2 separate regions of the Sus scrofa genome follow, and region 1 is linked to region 2. A link is a contact called in public targeted proximity ligation data. All regions are on one chromosome and are shown on one strand. The core of a region is the stretch at or near the end of the contact, and the rest is flanking DNA. Distances in the headings are between cores, read along the strand shown. Region 1 holds the start of POM121C (nuclear envelope pore membrane protein POM 121C). Region 2 overlaps HIP1 (huntingtin-interacting protein 1).

Evidence for each region.
Region 1: a targeted proximity ligation map of alveolar macrophages shows a contact between it and region 2. A contact is called at or near these places in 1 of 5 promoter capture datasets (fetal skeletal muscle), 3 of 47 Hi-C or Micro-C datasets (adipose tissue, embryonic fibroblasts and epiblast stem cells) and 2 of 2 datasets of targeted methods (alveolar macrophages and skeletal muscle).

What each region holds. Positions count from the first base shown.
Region 1 is chr3:10,607,689-10,610,494 of Sscrofa11.1, forward strand. It overlaps POM121C (nuclear envelope pore membrane protein POM 121C), which reads left to right and starts at 1,387. Exons shown (of 14, transcript XM_003124420.5): 1 at 1,387-2,806. The coding sequence starts at 2,240.
Region 2 is chr3:10,494,882-10,497,771 of Sscrofa11.1, forward strand. All of the region lies in intron 1 of HIP1 (huntingtin-interacting protein 1), which reads left to right. Among named protein-coding and RNA genes, the nearest start is that of HIP1, 80 kb to the left of the region's middle.

The sequences.
Region 1 (2,806 bases), core at 137-2,636, 110 kb after region 2:
ATGTAGTCATATTTATCTGTATTTTACTAAATGATTTGTGCTTTTTGTGTGTCTCTATCTTTGCCCTCTGAATGTTGAGGTGCCCCAGGGCTCAGGCCTTGGATCTCTTTAATTAACTGCCAAGAAATATTACTTAGTCTTGTAGCATCTGTACACTGATGGTTTACTTCTAACTCCTCTCCTGAACAGTAACATGTGATAATTTAAAGGATCCTGCTGAGAAAGATATTATCTTTCATCTTCTCTTATTATTGAATTTTGTTGATGGGAAGTTTGCAGCCATTGCCTCCATCTACTCATCTTCTAATCACTGTTTAACCCATTGTAGCTTGGCTTTTGTTCCACTATTCCACTGATACCAATACTGATGAGATTTTTTTTTTCCCTTAAGTAACACAGCCCAAACCCTTTCCTTTTCGAATGAGGTTTTGAATGGAATCACAGAATATTCAACAAATAGAAGCATCATTGCCCTGGGAATGGGTTGGGGAGGAAAAGAACTGCTCACTTGTCTCTCCCAGTTGCCCCAGAGGCATCTTTACTTAGCCCTTCCTATCTTTCCCATCTCCCTATTGCCACCAAAACCCTAATCTCAGCTATAATGAACTGTTTGCAGACTCCTGTGTCATACTTTCCATCTCTGTGCTTCTGAAAAATGCTTTCATCTACCTTGAACCTGTAAGCCACTTTTCTCAGCTCAAGTAACCCCTCCCAGCCTATCTTCCCCGTTATTCCTTCCCTCTTTGTGCCTGTTATCCCACTGTTACAACTTTCTATTTACATATCTTTCTTCCCTACTAAACTGAGGTTATCTAGAGATCAGAGACCCAGTGTTCTGCCCCCCCATTAATCTCTGTAATGTATATCAGTAATAGTATGAAGAAATGAATGAATGAATAGCTGAGGAAGCTGAGCTAGGCCAAAGCCTGAATTGGCAGACCACCGAACTTTTTATTATTATTTTTTTGTCTTTTACGGCCACACCCTAAATATAGAAGTTCCCAGGCTAGGGTTCAAATCAGAGCTACAGCTAGGCCTACACCACAGCCACAGCACCACGGGATCTGAGCCAGGTCTGTGACCTATAACTTATGACAACCCGGATCCTTAACCCTTTTTTTTTTTGTCTTTTCTAGGGCTGCACCCATGGCATATGGAGGTTCCTAGGCTAGGGGTCTAATTGGAGCTGTAGCTGCTGGCCTACACCACAGCCACAGCAACGCCAGATACGAGCCATGTCTGTGACCTATACCACAGCTCATGCCAACACGGGATCCCCAACCCACTGAGCAAGGCCAGGGATCAAACCTCCAACCTCATGGTTCCTAGTCGGATTCATCAACCACTGCGCCACGACGGGAACTCCCTCCCCAACTTTTTTAAAGAAAGTTTTATTAAGATATAATTCAAAAACCATACAATTCACAGGGTTATACAACAATCACCATAATCTAATTTAAAACATTTTTGTACCCCTCCCTCCAAAGGAAACTATCCTTTAGCAGATACTATCCATCCCCCAACCCCGAACACACTCCCCAGCCCTAGACAACCACTAACCTACTCTCTCAGGCTACCAAACTTAACACAGGTAAATTAATCACAAATCCCAAAAATCTACCCGATTCTGGACCACAGTGTGAAATTTCGTAGATCATTGTCCCCCTTTAGAGATGTATATTGCAGAAACACAAACATATTGCAGCTTCAGGTCTGATCTGCAGTTTACTAGACTCTTAGGCTGTCTGATCGGGAGTTTATAGTACGAGATCCATATTAACAAGGGTGGTTAGTTTGGGTTGGTCTTGCTTTTTATTGTTGCTGAAGTCAACTCCTTTTAGCAGTTTCTGCCGAAGGCAGAAAACAGAGTAACTGAAAAAACTCGCAACCTCAGGTAGCAATTGTGAAAAGTGCCTGAAAACAATCTCCTAGAGGGTGTTGAGCCCGCTAGAAAACATTAGGTGAGCAGTCGCTTTTGTGACTCTTCCAACAGGCTCACCTCTTGATGAGTGCTGTGCGTGTGGTCACGCGGGAAGCCTCAAGAATCAGAACTCGGCGTTTCAGCGAGGCAGCATTTTCTGAAATTGGTCGGGTCTAGCGCGTTGCCAGGCAGAAGCGTTGCCCCTCGCGGTTGCTCTTACAAGTCGCGTGCGAAGTGACGCAAGCGGCGCGCGGTGACGCGGCGCGCGGCGCGGTGCACGCTGGGATATTTAAGTCTTCTCCGCGGCGCGGAGCCGCGATGTCTCCGGCAGCTGCGGCGGCTGGAAGAGGCGACCGGCGGCGGCTGATAGCGAGTGTCAGGGACGGTCGGGCCCGGGGCTGGGGCTGCGGAGGGCCGGCAGGGGCGGCACTGCTCGGCCTGTCGCTGCTCGGCCTCGTGCTGTACCTGGTGCCGGCGGCGGCTGCGCTGGCCTGGCTAGCTGTGGGGGCTACCGCGGCCTGGTGGGGACTGAGCCGCGAGCCCCGAAGTTCGCGCGCCTTCTCCTCGCTCGTTCGGAACGCGCGCCGTCAGCGAACACTGCTCGCCTCGCCCCCGGCCAAGTCGGCAGTAAACGGAAATCTTCTAGAGCCGCGGAGCTTACTCGAAGGACCTGACCCCGCTGAACTGCTCCTCATGGGCAGTTACCTGGGCAAGCCCGGCCCCCCGCAGCCCGCCTCCACCCCGGAGGCCAGGGACGTGCGGGAGAGGCCCGGCCGCCGCCCACCTGCCCGCACCGCGGCGCCAGCTCTATCAGCCCATCCCCACCGCGTTCATACTCAACCCTCCCTCCCCACTCCTCTTCTCCGACCCTCTAGGAGGCCTTCC
Region 2 (2,890 bases), core at 305-2,804:
CACGTACAAGCATATACACGTGGACAGATAACACACATATTGAAACAAAATGGGGCCGTGCCATAATGCAGTTTTGTACACTTGTGTTTTAGCTTTCACCATACCTTAGATCTAGAAACAGATTCTGTATTCCCTTCCTGTTCACCTGGGCAGGTGACCAAGGCTCCCTGAGCCAGGGTTTTCCCCCTTGGGTAGTGGGGATAATCCCAGAATCTTCCATAACGGGCTGTGGGGAGGCAGAGGCATTAGTAGGTATGTTGGAGGCCTAGACCAAGGGCTGGCGCATGGCACACATTCACCAGCTGTTAGCAATTCCTATTTCCAGATGAGTAGAGCCCGATGAAAGTTTTCGTCGCTGTTACTCACCCACTAAGAGACATTAAGCTGTATCCATTTTCCACTGTCGAGGTGAGAGCCTTGTACACTCATCAAGATGTCTACTCAGTCACTGCCTGACCCTCTGATAACTCGGGCTTTAAGATTTGGGCTTTTCAGAATTTTTCTTATTGATGGGTTTTGAGCTGAGTGGTGCTTGTGGGGAAGTTGCTTGGACGGCGGTTCTCGCTTCCATTTCCCTTTCATTGTAACCTGGGCTCTTTGCTCCCAGCCTCCCCTATGCCTTTTCAGCTCTGCAGCAGCACTGCCATTGGGCACTGGCCCACATCCGTGCCTGGGGCTGGTCTCTCCTCAGGACGGCCCTGCAGGCCCCTTCTCCAGGCCGACTCCCGGGGTCCAGGGAAGGGTGGTCATCTCTGAACCCTCAGCCTAGTCACATCCTCACCCCCGGCCTCCCTGCAGCCACCCACCAGCCCTTCCTCTCCCTGGCGGTGTGGCAGTGCTGACATCTTTCCCCCCACCTAGATGGTGCCCTTTGTTATTTTGGGGGAGGGGGTTGTTTTTTGTCTTTTGAGGCTAGGGTTGAATCAGAGCTACAGCTGCCAGCCTACGGCACAGCCACAGCAATGCAGATCCAAGCTGCGTCTGCAACCTCCACCACAGCTTCACGGCAGCACCAGATCCTTAACCTACCGAGAAAGGCCAGGGATCAAACCTGCGTCCTCATGGATACCAGTCAGATTCGTTTCCGCTGAGCCATGATGGGAACTCCCGATTGTGCCCTTTGAAGCCAGGACTTAGGTCTTACCCATCTGGAAGTTAACTTACAGCACTTGACGTGGCTGCTCAGTATTTGTTTGGTGAATGAATTTACTGAATGCAGAAAGGCAGGGCTTAAACAGAGATGGTTGTGGGAGGGGGAGTAGTCTAGGTTACAAAGGTGGCTTGAAGCTTGGGGTACAGCCATGAGCCCCTGGACATGTGTGGCAAGGTTGGAGCTGTCCTTTAGAAAGTGAGGTCGTGACCACCAGGAGCTGGTAGCCAGAAACCAGCAGGAGGTCAGGCTGGGTGCCCGGTGGGGGTTCACCCTGCCTGGGCCTTTTGGGTGTCCCCCTCCACACCCCTACACGTCTCTTGAACCTTGGGCTCTTCCCCTGAGGAAGGGCTGTCCGTCACCCCGCAGGAAACAGAAGTGAGATTTCCTGGCTGCTCTGCTTTCTGAGGAAGTCACATCACAGCCTGGGAGCTGGTGATGAAATCCACCTCCAGAATTAGCAACCACCCCTCTCTCCACTTTAGAAAACTGTTTAGCAAATCCACCCCAGCTCATTATTAATCCCTGGGTCCGGGGCTGGAAATAGCCATCAGAGTTTCTGCCTGCCAGCTGGGGCATTCCATGCCCCCCACATCCCCCACACCGAGGGTAACCGGGTCCTGCCCTGCTCATTCCACTCTCCTGTCTTTGGCTCTGACCTGAGATCAGTGCAGCCTAGACTTTGGTTGCATGTTAGTAAGGACTTCAGTTCCTGGAAGCTGGGGCCTGACATTGACCTGTGTGTTCTCAGGGGAAATGAGTCAGAATGATCCTTCCCAGGCCTGGAGCGTTGGAGCTGGCATGGGTGGGTCTAAACTTGGAGTGAGATCTTGGTTCCTCTGCTGTTTACCAGCCAGGTCATCAGGCATCACGACCAGCCGGATAAGTCACTTAACCATTCTTGTATCTCAGTTTCCGCATCCAGTCAATGGACTTAGCAGCTGCGGTGCTACCATAGGCTGTTACTGTAAGGGTTACATGGGTTGCCAAAACTCGGCCTTTGTGTACCAGTGCTAAGAGAAACACAGAAACAGGGTTTTGGGTGAAGGAGAAACAAAAATAGCTTCATTGCTTTGCCAGGCAAAGGAGGGCACAGCAGGCTAATGTCCTGAAGACTGTGCCCGCCTTTGGGAAGCAATAGAAAGTGGTTTTATAGTTGAGGAGGCAGAAAATAGGGCCCCAGATAAGGATCAGGGCAGATGCAAGCTTTGATTCTTCTTCAGAGTTGGTGTTTAGTGGCCCCGGGACTGGGTCTGGAGGCCCTCCTTGAGGTTTTCTTTTGTTGGGGGTTTTAGGTTCTGCAGAAGCACTCAAAGGTATTATGCATATTCCTTAAGGAGGAACCAGGACCCTGCCCCAAAGCTGCACTGCGCCCCGTGGTTTCTGGTTCCTCCCTTCAGCAACTGTTTGAACCTGCCCTTTGGAACTCAGGGAAGGTCAAGGAGGCCGAAGCTCATTCCCTAAAAACACGATGTGGGGGACACAGAAAAAAAGCTTGTGCCCAGGAGCCCCACCGGGTCCTGCTTGGTTTCACCTGGAAAAAGGCCTGCAAATGAAACTGGGATCTACTACAACAGGAAGCTAATTGAGATGGAGAATAGAGTCTGTGTTTAGATAAGGAAATTGAAATCCAAAAGGCTGGTGGGTGGCTGAGGGAGGAAGGGGTGAGAACCCAGGAGCGAGTTTTGCATGGTTGTTTTTTTGTTGTTGTTGTTTGTTTTTCTGTTTTTTAAATTGAAA